2 separate regions of the Ovis aries genome follow, and region 1 is linked to region 2. The links are chromatin contacts, called in public Hi-C maps. All regions are on one chromosome and are shown on one strand. The core of a region is the stretch at or near the end of the contact, and the rest is flanking DNA. Distances in the headings are between cores, read along the strand shown. Region 1 holds the start of NXPH3 (neurexophilin 3). Region 2 holds the start of DLX3 (distal-less homeobox 3).

Region 1 (6,457 bases), core at 1,787-4,286, 380 kb before region 2:
TGCTTCTGTTGCTTCTGGGATCAGCCCACAAACCCTCCTTGCCCCTGGCTGCCAGCTTCTGCCCTCTGCCCACCCCTTAAATCCATCCAAGCCCCTTGTTCTACTTGCACATCCACACTCTAGTACCCCAGGCTAGACTCTGTTCTGCCTTTGGTTGGCTAACAGCACCCAGACTTGACTTGACCAAAGCCAACCCCCCGGGAACCAACCTGCCTCCCCACCACTGGTAATGCCCACTTCAGAGAGCATCCTGCCTACCGTCCAAGCCAGAGACTTGGTTATCAGACTTGACTCCCTGTCTCCCTTCCTCCCTTATTTCAGCAACAACTCAATCCTGATCTGCCTCCCCAGCATGTTTCCAGTCTCCCCGTCTCTCTCACCCCAGATTGCATTTATCCCCTAACTGGTTCCCTCCAGAGCACTAGTCTTTCCTCTTTCTTGTGAATTCTCCAAAACGTTCTAAAATGCAAATCTAACTATAATTACCAGCCCCCTTAAAACCCTTCAAAATGTTTTCAAGGTCCTAACCCCCTTGACCCACAGGAAAGACCTTGGATCAGCTGTTACCAGCTTCCTGCTCCAACTTCTTCCCCTCCCCTCTGAGCTCCAGTAACAGCAAACTGCTTCTGGTTCTAGCCTCCAGATCTTAGACCATTCATTCGTCCTTTGGCACCACCTCCTCCAGGAAGCCATCCCTCTCCACCCACACCCACACGGTCCTTGGAGTATACGTACTGACTGCTGGAAGGATCTTTCTACTCACCACACCGAGTTATAATCATTGATTTTCATGTCTCAGTTCCACACTAGCCAGTGAGATCCTTGAGGGCAGGGATGGAGTTCCATTCATCTGTGTATCCCAACCCCTGGCCTGGTGCCTGGCACCAAGGACAGGCTTGGCCAGTGGTTGATGGATGAATGCGGAGTGGAAACTTGAAGGAAGAGAGAGTCAGTCAGGAAGGACTGAGAGGGCAATGAGGGCAAGCCTGGCAGGAGGCTCAGCCAGAGCAAATGTGTGGGCAGCAGAAAAGAGCTTCCCTTTATCGCACGCCATGACTGCCCGCAGCCTCTGTGCCTGCACTCTGCTTCCACATTCTGTCTCATTTAGTTCTTGCAACAACAGATCAGGAAACTGGCTTCAGAGAACCAAAGCAACCTGCCCAAGGTCACACAGCCAGGCCCGGAATGGAATCCAGGACTGTCTGGCCTGAAAATCTGTGCTCTTTCTGCTGGGTCACACTGCTCTCCTGGGGATAGGACCTTCTGGAGATGGACAAGGAGTGGGCCCAGCTACGCCTCTGCCTAGCTGAGCGCCGGAACCAGCTGCCCACGCTCAGGCCAACAGCTTCTTCCTCCCAGCCGGACCAGAGGCTCAGAGGCCAGACAAAGATTTATCTGTTCCTTCCTCCCCTGGCTTTGCTGGGGTGGGGGGTGGTCTTTGATTAGACATGCACACCCCCCACCACCCCCAGAGAAGGGCTGCTGTCTCCTGTACTGCCCAGGGTGCCTGGGGAATGCAGGGGGCCCTGTGACGCTGTCTGGGTTCTGCAGAATCTGTCTCCCTCATCGCACTTGGCCCAGGCTGATATTAAGATTCATCTGCATTCCCCATGCACCCGCCTGGCAGATGGTGGGGGAGGAGGCTGGGTGCGTGCTGGGGGCTGCAGCCAGAGACCAAGCTGGGCCTCGAGGGCCACAGCAGAGTGCCCACCCACCCTGCCCCATGGGCCAAGCCCAGGCTGGGGCTGTTCCAAATGCTGGGGTACCTCCTCAGCCTCACAGCCTCTGAAAAGTGCTGGGTGCTGGGACTTGACCTTTGATTTTTCTAAGGACTAAAGGGGCCCTGCAATTCCAAGAAGACAACGTGGAGATGTGGGGCAATGGGGGATGGGCCCCACTTTGCAATCTCGAATGAGGGTCTTTTTCTTCCTTCTTGCCCTGGAGGGTTGCAGAAACCTGAGACAGATACCCTGCTGGCATAGGAACCCCACATCCCTCATAGGAAGGGCAGAGTGAAGAATGGAGGTACAGCCTCCAGGGGCCTTGCTCACCTCACTTCTCAGCTTCTCAGGAGGCTTACCCTTGACCCCAGCCCCAGATATCCAGCCTGGCCCCTAGCTGCCTTTTCATCCCAAGACTCCAGTCAAGTTTCCTGTCACAGCGACTGGACTGAGAGGTACTGGGGGGAGGTGAGGAGGGTTATCCCAGCCCCTCTGAGTAAAGCAGAAGAGGATAGGAATTGAGATTATAACCAAAGGAGTTCAGGCTAGACACCCAGAAGAACTTCCCCCAGCACAAAAGCAAGTCTTGCAGACAGAGGTGGACTTTGGGCTGTGGAGACGGAAGGAAGACCTTCTTTTCTGGCTCTCTTGTAACGGGGTTTGGGAAAAATAATCTTTCCACATTCCAGGTCTCTTGGGGTTCAGGGCAGGGCAGCAGATTCTCAATGCTCCTTACCAGGAACAGAGGCCCTGCTCAGGGTTGGAATTAGTAGGGTTCCTATCCCCGAGGTCACCACCCTCTCCCTGCCTCGCGGAGTGAACTCCGCCCCCAAATCCTGCCCCCTGCGTCCTAAATCCCCGGGTTGCGGGCCGGCAGGGGAGGAGTTAACTGCGGAGGTACCGGCTGGGCTCACAGTACCTGCCGCCGCCGCCGCCGCCGCCGGTGGTGGGAGGGACGAGGAAGCGGGAGCCGCCTGGGCGCCAGGAGCGCTCCAGTCTGGCGGGAGGCAGCGCGGGTAGCGGCGGCGGGGCTTGGCGCGGCCAGGGGCGTCCGCCAGGGGGCGCGCCGCGACGGGGCGGGAGGGGCCATCTGGCCCGGGGAATTAGCTCTGGGGCGAGCGCGCGCGCGGGTCCCCAACACATCTGGGCGAGAGCGACGCCGCTGGAACCGAGGGGGCATATCTGCGGCCGCGGAGCCACCGCGCAGCTGGGGCCCTTCGAGGCGGTCGGGGCGCACATCTGGGGCCGCGAGAGGGGGCCGCGCCGCGCGCAGCTGGACCGGGGAGGGGGGCGGCGGCTGCACAGCTGGACCGAAGGGGGCGGGGTCGGTCCTGGGCGGCTGGCCGCGCGGAGGGCCGCCGGGGGCCGGGGGACTGGAGCATGGGACGGCGCGCCTGAAGGAGCGAGCAGGGGTGAGGAAGGGCCTGGGACCCTGAAGGGAACAGACGCGAGGAAGGGGCACGAGAGCAAAGAGGAAGATGCAACTGACTCGCTGCTGCTTCGTGTTCCTAGTGCAGGGCAGCCTCTATCTGGTGAGTGATCCGCGGGGAGCGGCGCGGAGGGGCGGGGGCTGGGAGGACTGGGGGAGAGCGCGGGAAGCTTCCGAGCCCGAAAACTTTCTCCCTTCCCCCCAACATCCCGGGGATGGAGGAGAAGCCTCGAGGCTGGGGGAGAGGGCGGGTCCGAGGCCGGAGACTGTACAGGAAGGGTTAATAGGGGCGGGGAGAGGGTGCTGGGCTGGCCCACCTACTCGGCCGCTGGTGGCGGGAGGTGCGACGGGCACGAGGGAAAATGCCCGCAGACGTCGCCAAGGGTCACTCGACCTCTTCCCGGGCCCCGGGCCGTGCGGAAGGGTAGTGGAGGGTGGCTGTGGAGCTGATGATCTGCCAGGGTAGGGGGCATGGGCTCTTCCGTGACCTCGGGGACGCGGAGGGACCCGGAGGGCCCCGCGCTCTGGGGCCCCCAGCGCACGAGCTGGCCCAGGCGGGGGGTGGCCCCCGCGTCCCTCGCTCCCGCCTTCCCTCCCGCTCCCTCCCTCCTTGCCTGTTGTTTTCCTCCTCTCCCGGCTGCGCGCAGCCCGAGCCCCACAGGACCTGGGCAGGCGGCTCCCGCCCCGGGCGCTCGCGGCAGCTGAGCGGAGCGCCCGAAGCCCGCTCCCCGTGCGCTCGCTCGCGTCTTCCTGGCGGCCCAGGACGCGGGGAATCCACACTAGACCCCAGCTCAGGGCGCGAATCCCCTCCGACCGACCGCCACCTACCAATCCTGTCGTGGAGAAGCCTCAGAGCCACATCTGGGTCTTCTCAAAACAATAATCCCCTTTGCCATTGTGTGGAAGAACCCTTCCCTTGTCATATCTCCCCCTAGGGCCCTTCTCTCCATCCTCCAGACATTCAGCTGTGACCCCCGCCCCCTCAGGGTTAAGTACACGCACACGTCTTCTGCCTTGACCCCAGCCCCGCGGCCCTCCCCTCCTGCTGTCCCTTTCCCCCACCCTTGGGTCCTGGCAGGCAGGGACACCGCGCACAACCGCAGACATGGCCAGGGCCAGAACAGGGGACATGAAGACCCCGAACCCCTTTGTAGCCGTGCGTATGACAACCTCAGGCATTCCACATCCTTATCCCAGGTCCCAGCAAGTCCAGATGCTGCCCAGCTGTGAGCTGGTGCACCTGGCGCTGGCTGTGAGACACAGAGGGCCTTTCTTGAAAAGCTGAGCATACCCATGCTGGGCAGCTGTCCTCAGGGAACCTGGTCCATTCCCCGGTGCCCTCCTGAGCTGTCCTGTGTTTGAGCTTGTCAGGCTGTCCTGCTGGCCCTCCCCACAGCTCCTTCAAGAAGCCTCCCCAGATGTTGCCTGTCAATAGAGCGGATGCCGCAGAGGCCATCCGAGCCTCCACAGAGCTTTCCAGAGATCCAAGATGAGGGTAGGGTTTGGATAAAACTCCCATAGAAGGACCCATCTGGTCTGAGAGCCTGGGGGTATGGTGGATTAGGAGGACTGACCCTGAGGGACCTAGTCTTGTGGTGATGTACACTGTGAGGCTGGTGTCCCCATCTGAGAAATGGGAATAAGAAGAGCTCCCTCCTAGTATGTCGTGTCCTGGCATGTTATCATCAGTGGAGTTTGGTTATCCTGGTTATGGAACTCACCCAGGTCTCCCTCAAACCCTCCCATTAAAACCTAAACCTCATTTGTGCTTGAGAGAGAACTTCACTGGGTTCTGTTTTCTTCTCTATCCTCTGTTGGTTCTCTTTGCCTCTGAGGGTAGAAACTCCCCCAGTGCAGGAATGGCGTCTCATTCAACAGACTAGAAAGTTCCCGAAGGCAAGGGCTGTACCTCCCCTGTCAAACGAGGGGCTCTCTCAGCAGAGAGATGGAGCACCCCGACCTGGCTTGGGGCTCTTTGAAGGCAGACAGTGTACCGCCCCCATTAGCCTGGGAATATCACAGAGGTGGAGACTGTATCTCTCCTAGACAACAACTGCTCTGTCAACGGAGGGGTGTACTGCGGTCTGATGAAGGCTCTCCCGAGATCAGGAGCTGGGCCTCCCCCATTAGACTTGGAGCTCTCTTAAGAGGAGAAGCTGGGTACCTCTGCAACCTTGGTCCCGGGAGAGAATTCCGCACCATCCTTCCAGAATTTGAATAGTGGCCAGAGGCAGCACAGTGGTGAGAGGAGCTAGGCATGACCTGAGTGTCAGAACGTGAGATGGAACCATGACACAGGCCAGAATGCACACCCAACCCCCAGTGTAAGTGAGCAACGTGCCGGGGCCCCTTGGCCCCAAGTCAGAGTGGAAGGGAGGGGCAGAGAGACGGTGCTGGTGGTAAGGAGTGGTGGGCTGGAATTCCTGAGTCCTCAGAAGGAGGACCCAGGTGCTCACTCTCCTCCCAACTCCCTCCGCAGGTCATCTGCGGCCAGGATGACGGCCCGCCAGGCTCAGAGGACCCTGAGCATGATGACTCTGAGAGCCAGGCCCGGCCCCGGATGCCTCGAAAGCGGGGCCACATGTCCCCTAAGTCCCGCCACATGGCCAACTCTACTCTCCTAGGACTGCTGGCTCCACCTGGGGAGGCATGGGGGGTCCTTGGGCAGCCCCCCAGTCGCCCAAACCACAGCCCCCCGCCGTCAGCCAAAGTAAAGAAAATCTTTGGCTGGGGTGATTTCTACTCCAACATCAAGACGGTAGCCCTGAACCTGCTGGTCACGGGGAAGATCGTGGACCACGGCAACGGGACCTTCAGTGTCCACTTCCGACACAATGCCACAGGCCAGGGCAATATCTCCATCAGCCTCGTGCCCCCGAGTAAAGCTGTAGAGTTCCACCAGGAGCAGCAGATCTTCATCGAAGCCAAAGCTTCCAAAATCTTCAACTGCCGGATGGAGTGGGAGAAGGTGGAGCGGGGCCGCCGCGTTTCGCTCTGCACCCACGACCCAGCCAAGACCTGCTCCCGAGACCACGCTCAGAGCTCAGCCACCTGGAGCTGCTCCCAGCCCTTCAAAGTCGTCTGCGTCTACATCGCCTTCTACAGCACGGACTACAGGCTAGTCCAGAAGGTGTGCCCGGATTACAACTACCACAGCGACACTCCCTACTACCCCTCTGGGTGACCCTGGGCAGGCCACAAAGGGCAGGCCAGGGCTGGAAGGACAGGCCTGCCCACACAGGAAGCCATCTGTCTGGATACTGGGCAGGGAAGGGAAGGGGCCTCAGGCAGGGAGCTCCGGGGTGGA
Region 2 (5,948 bases), core at 308-2,807:
CCTCCGGAGCCCCGCGGGAGCCCCCACCCTCCGGCCCACCGACTCGTCCCGGGACTTCCTGGCGGCGCTCTCCGCCGCCGGCGCCCCGGGAGGGAGCTGCGGCCGCAGAGCCTGGCCGGCGGCCGCCCACGACGCTGCGCTCCCGGGCTCCTGCTCCCCCGGTCCCGGCGCCAGCCGCCCCTGGACGCGCACGGCCGCCGCCTCGCTCCCCAGTCCCTGCCGCCCGCCTGCTCGCCGCCCTCTCACAGGCACCTCGCCGTCGTCACTGCTCTCGCTCGCTCTTTCCTGTTCTCCCTTCCTTTTTTTGTTTTTTAGACCCTTTCTTTTTAGAATAATTTTAGATTTCAGAAAATGTTGCGGCCGCATCAGACTTCCTTTTCCTTCGCCCTTTCCTCGGATCCTTTCTTCCGTCTTTCCTTTCCCTTTGTCTCTCCATTTTTATGCCTCCACTTTATGTTTATAAATAAAAATATTTTATATTTTATAAAAATATTTGTATGCCTCCATTTTTCTTTTTGCCCCTGTCTCTTCACTCTCAATTGCTGCTTCCCTCCCTGTTTCCGTAATTCTGAGGGCTCTTTCTCCGTGTCGCCCTCATCTTTCTCCCCCTCCCCAGCCCAGATCCAAACTGCGGTCGCAGAACGCCCAGCGCCCGCCGCCTGCCCGGAGCCCGATGGAGAGCCGCTTGCTGAAGTGCCGGGAAAGCACCTGGATCCGGAGGCTCTCTGACCGTCCAGGGCCCTCTCCTTCTCCGCCTCGCTCACCCGGATCCTCACCCGGGACCGACCGCAGCGTCCCGCGTGCACCACGCCCCAAAGGCGCCCAGTTTCTGGACTGGAAGGTCGCCCGTCCACTCTGGGGGTCATCTAGCTCACCGTCTCTAACTTCAGACAGTACATTTCTTGGCCGGGACGCTCCCCTAGATTTTGGCTCCAATTCCTCTCTCTCGGGGACCTCCCAGTGCCTCCCGCTCTCAGAGACCCCGCGGTCCTCACCTGGGTCCTGAGCGGGCAGCGGCTGCTCCCGGTAGGCTCCATATTGCCGGTAGGAGGTTCCGTAGGTATATTCCGACTTGGGCGAATAAGCGCCTGTGCCTCCAAGCCCGTTGAGATTGAACTGGTGGTGGTAGGTGTAGGGGTTTACGGTCTGGCCATAGGGCTGGCCCGAGTAGTAGTCGTGCTGGGGAGCGCTGTAGTAGCCCAGGTCAGTGACGGAAGACTCGGGCAAGGTGGGCGAGTCCTTGGAACCCGCATGGCAGCTGAGCGAGCTGGAGATGTCGGTGAGGATGCTGCTGAGCTTGCGATCGAAGGAGCCACTCATCCTGGCGGGCGCCGTACCACCCCCGGGCTGGCCTCAGCCGGAACGCCGAAGCGGGCAGGAGCTCGGGGGAGGCGGAGGAGACGAGGCGGGGTTGTGTGTCCGGAGGGCGAGGGGGGAGGGTTCCCGGCAGCGTCTCTGGGGAGGGTCGGTCGAGGGGCGCTTAGACCATCGCGGGTCTTCGGGCGGTCGCGGCGCGCCTCTCGTCGCGTCCCAAGCCACAGTCAAATGCTGCCAGCTCCGCCCGGCCAGCCGGTTATAGACTCAATAGTGGAGTCGCAGAGGGAGGCCCCAGCGCTCTGATTGGCTGCAAGTCTTGCCTTCCAGGCAAAACATGCTCTTGCGCTCTTTCGTTTCTCTCTCATTCTTTGTTGTTACTCAACACACAAACACACATACACTCACACACACGTACACTCACACACTCTCTCTCTCTCACACACTCACACAGACCCCTCTGTTCCTCCTCCTGTGGATCCCTTCCCCAGCCCAGATAACCCCTCAGTGTTCCTGGAGGAAAGAGTTGGACAAGGGTATCTCTGCAAGAGTCCCCAGGTCTGTCCGTCTGTCTGTCTCTCTGCCTGTGAGTGGAAGGTGGGCTCAGGTGCCATAGAGGAGGGGAATTTGCCCGCTGGGTGTCTGTGAGGTAGGTGGTTCAAGGTGTGTGGGGTGGCGGGGCAAATGATGGGCAGACAAACATGCCCAAAGTGGCAGGACCCAGGCTCATGAAAATGTTCTGTTTTTTTCTTTTTTTTAATTAGAAGAAAAGAAAAAAAAATAAGTTAAAGAAAAAGTTTGAATATATATTACTATATCATTTTAACAGCAATGCAATCACAAAATGTAACTTTAAAAAATGTTTTTGATGAATGAAGGGGTCCATCAGACAAAAGTGCTTCAGGCCTAAAAAAGTCATCACTGGGTCCAGGGAAGCTCCAGGAGGTGCACAGCCTGTGTGTAGTGATGTTAAATTTGTCTCCAAAAGTTTCAGAGATGACCTAGGCTTGTGGGAAAGAATATGGTCCCCATGAAGATGGGTGGGACACAGGCTGGCTCTCTGTGCTTCAGTAAGTTTGGGGGCAGATTCTGTGCTTCTGGGACTTGTAATATCCAGACAGAGTGAGCATTTTCAGAGATCAGGGGTGTGTGATGTGGGGATTCATGTGTTCTGCAGCACATACAGAGTCCACGTTCATACAAAGAATGCACTCAGTGCAAGGGCATGCATGTGAGAGTGAGCCAGTGTGTATGGGAGTCGGAAAGTAGTGTGAGTGGAGGGCCATGGGATGGGGTGTCTGTGTATGAATTTGTAGTTGTATACAGATGCACATAAAACTCTCAGCACCTTCTCAACCTAAGGTAGTTGAGAACCATGATGCTCCACTGAACCCTGTCCCCCCTAAGAAAGAGGCTCTCTTCCCTGGGGACTCCCACCTCCTAGTTCTGTCTGGCCCACAAGGCCAGCTTTCTAAGTCATCCAAACTGCTCCCAAAGCTTTAGCTCATTTATCCATTCCACTTTCGATTCTGTTCTCCGTCTTCCTCTGTTGTGGGGAGAAGGAGTCTCTTCCAAATATCAGTTTCTAGTTGCATGACAACCTTCACACAGGGCTCCGCGGTCAATTCTCCGGTCCTCTTCCCCTGCCTGACCGGGCTAACTTGTCCCAGGACGCACAGTGCCAGCGCGCCACCTTCTGGTCAGTCTTTGGCTCGCCAGCATCCCCAAGTCTTGCCCAGCCCGGAGGAGGGGTCTCTTCCGAAGACTCTGTCCGGTGGAAAAGCGTGCTTTGGAAGAAAGCTTTGGAAGAGGCTCTGTGCCCCTTTCCAAAGCCAGACCGCCAGGGTAGGCTGTTAGGGTTCTCGGGGCTTTGAGAGCTGCCGTTGGCGAAGACAGAAGGCCACAGTCCTGGGTGCAAGGGGCAGGAGTGCCCGCCAGGCCCAAGTGGAGAGGCCGCGGCGTGGGAAAGGTGGGGGCGGGGGCTGGGCCTGGGGAGCGCTATCTGTCTGTCTATCTCCGCGTCCCCCCAGCGCCTATCGCCGGCCGCTCCGAGCCCGTGGCGGGGCGAGTTGCCACCCGCTCTGGATGCCCTCTGTTCTGGTGCCAAGAGGGCGCCTGGAGAGCCCGCGGCGCTGGGGGCAGGAAGGGCACTGGGCGGGGCCGGCCCCCCTCCCAGAATGGGAGCGGGGGAGGTAGGCGGGGCCTGCTTTGGAGCCCCCAGCACTCCAGAGTTGGATAAGCCCCTTCTTGGGGGTTCGTTCATTCATTCATTCATTCACCCGTCAACAGAGACAGAGAAACGCCAAGTAAAGCAGAGACAGAAGTCTGCCTTACTCACACGGTCCTCAGTGAAGCCTCACTCCCTTCCCTCCTTCTGGCTCTCCTAAGTAAAGTGAAGGGGCAGTGGGTTGGAAGCTCGGAATCCTGGAATCATGAAAGCTGAAAGCGTGGTGGTGATGGTGGGTTATGTTAGGATAGTTTCTATGCTGCATTCTGCTATGAAAACCTGAGAGTTCTAGAAGCAGATTTAAACTGCAGCATTAGGGACTGAAGAGAGCAATTAAATAATTGTTTGGTAATGTGAAGTTAGCATCTGATCCCCCATTGCCCGTGCTCTGGGACACCAGGGACCATATCTGTTTGGTTCACTACTATGTTCTAAATACCAAGGGCAGGTCCTGGCACACACAACCTCAGTACTCAACAGAAGTTTGATGAAAGAATAACTAGGACTCCCTAATACTGGAGAGGGGCTGAATCATCTCGGTTGGGTACGCTTGCAGGGTTAGGGAAAGGGGTGGCCTGGGGCAGGCTCCGGCATCAAGCTGTCCCACTCCAGGATAGAAGCAGCTTCCCAGATGAGGCCATGTGGCCCCAAAGGGGCCCGTCAGGCCAGCAAGACTGGAGCCACCAGCCGCTGGGCAGGCACCTGCCAGCTCAGGGTGGTGAGGTTGCCAGAGGATTCAGTGGGACTATTGCCACCCATTGCGCCTCACCTGAGCCAACAAGATGAGCAGGTGTCAGCCTGGGCATAGTCCTGCCGCTGGTGGAGGGGTGATGGAGGGCAGACAGTCTGATGCCTCTGGGAGGCTGGCAGGAGGGAGAAGGGGCAGTGCTGGCCAATGCTTCAGAGTCCATCGAACACCCTCTCTTTGGTATGAGAACATGTTCTCTGTTGAAGCAAGCGATTCCTTAGAGCCCAAATATTATGCCACCTGGGCACTGTAGGAGCAGCTGGATTTACAGAGTGCCAGGTCTGAGGGGAGGAACTCAGGAAGGACCCAGCCGGAGGGTGAACCGGCCAGCTCCTGTTCTCTTCATTGTCTGGTGAGCTGGCGCCACCTCGTGGTCACTGTGAGGAGGCGTATCCAGCTGCACTCTGGTAGACCTGGGAAAGCAGGCCACCTGCAGTGTCCCCCCATCACACCCAGAAAGAATGTTATCTTTACTTATTTTAGAAGCCCTATCCACACTAAATATTCACTTTTCACCATGACTTTGCCTTACTCTGCAGTTACCACCTCTCCCTCCTCCCACCCATCCTTATCCAGCCAGTGACTCCTTCCCTTAGGTTTCTCTTTTGTAAATCAAAAAGTGGATTATTAGATGGCCTCTGAGGTCCCTTCAATCTCTGATGTTCTAAGGTTTTGATTATAGGACTCTTGTCTGTTAAAGGGGAAATTCCCTCTATCTCCTCTCCAACTCCCTTGCAGATGCACCCCTGGATGTTTTTCTTCTTTCTGGAGTCCTTTGTCCATCCAACAGATATTTCCTGCACTTCTGCCACATTAGGTTCTGAGAATGGAGTAGTGGACAAGGAAGACACAATGGCCTCCCCCATGGAGGTCCAGGTTTAGTGGGGGAAGTGGATATCCGTGCAGCCAGTTTCACTACAGTGAGCGAGGGATGTACTGGGATGGGACAGCACAGGCTGGGGGCTGTAGGTGAAGCTGCTGTGGAGTCAGAGCCCCAGAACACAGAGCTCCTGGGACTCTGGGGCAGGACAGTGGGATTTAGCTGGAGGCTATGGAGATTCGCTGAGAAATTTTAACCAGAATAGATTGAATTTTCATTCCAGAAGGTTTCCTCTCTTGGCTGTGCGCGGATGAATCAGAAGGACAAGCTTGGAGTCTGGGAGGCTGCTACAGACGCAGAAAAGGGGAGCTGTGTCTGGGTTAAGGAAGAGGCAGCAGAGGGGGAGAGAAGTGGATGGATTTGAGAGATGGTTAGAAGGTAGATGGATAGTGCTTGGTTGTGAGTGACAAGGAGAGGGGAATAGCATGGAGTTTCACCCAACTGCTGACTTCGGCAACTGAGTGCAAAGTTGAGACCATTATCTGAGGGAAAGACAACATCAGGGAGAGGGGGTGCTTGATGAGGAAGAGCACCTGTCCTGGTTTTTTTTTAACCTTTTCATCAGAGTATCAGATTTATGCAGAAAAGTACACAAACCATAATCAATGATTTGCGCAAACCAAACATGGCTTGTACCTGAGTTTATTCCCAGCGTGAGTACCAGGTTGAGAAACAACATCACCAGTGCTGGGACTTCCCTGGTGGTCCAGTGGCTAAGATTCCGAGCTCCCAAGGCAGGGGGCCTGGTTCCATTCCTGGTCAGGGAACTGGATCCCATA

What was found. Hi-C and Micro-C count contacts between places; a contact is called where the count stands out from the background.
Region 1: a Hi-C map of tail adipose tissue shows a contact between it and region 2, with 8 times the contacts expected there. The contact joins the promoter of NXPH3 here to the promoter of DLX3 in region 2. A contact is called at or near these places in 8 of 16 Hi-C or Micro-C datasets (blood, liver, muscle and 3 more).

Annotation. Positions count from the first base shown.
Region 1 is chr11:36,769,630-36,776,086 of ARS-UI_Ramb_v3.0, reverse strand. NXPH3 (neurexophilin 3) reads left to right here and starts at 3,036. Exons shown (of 2, transcript XM_004012789.6): 1 at 3,036-3,253; 2 at 5,630-6,457. The coding sequence starts at 3,200. The coding sequence ends at 6,334.
Region 2 is chr11:36,387,654-36,393,601 of ARS-UI_Ramb_v3.0, reverse strand. It overlaps DLX3 (distal-less homeobox 3), which reads right to left and starts at 1,557. Exons shown (of 3, transcript XM_004012779.5): 1 at 996-1,557. The coding sequence starts at 1,320.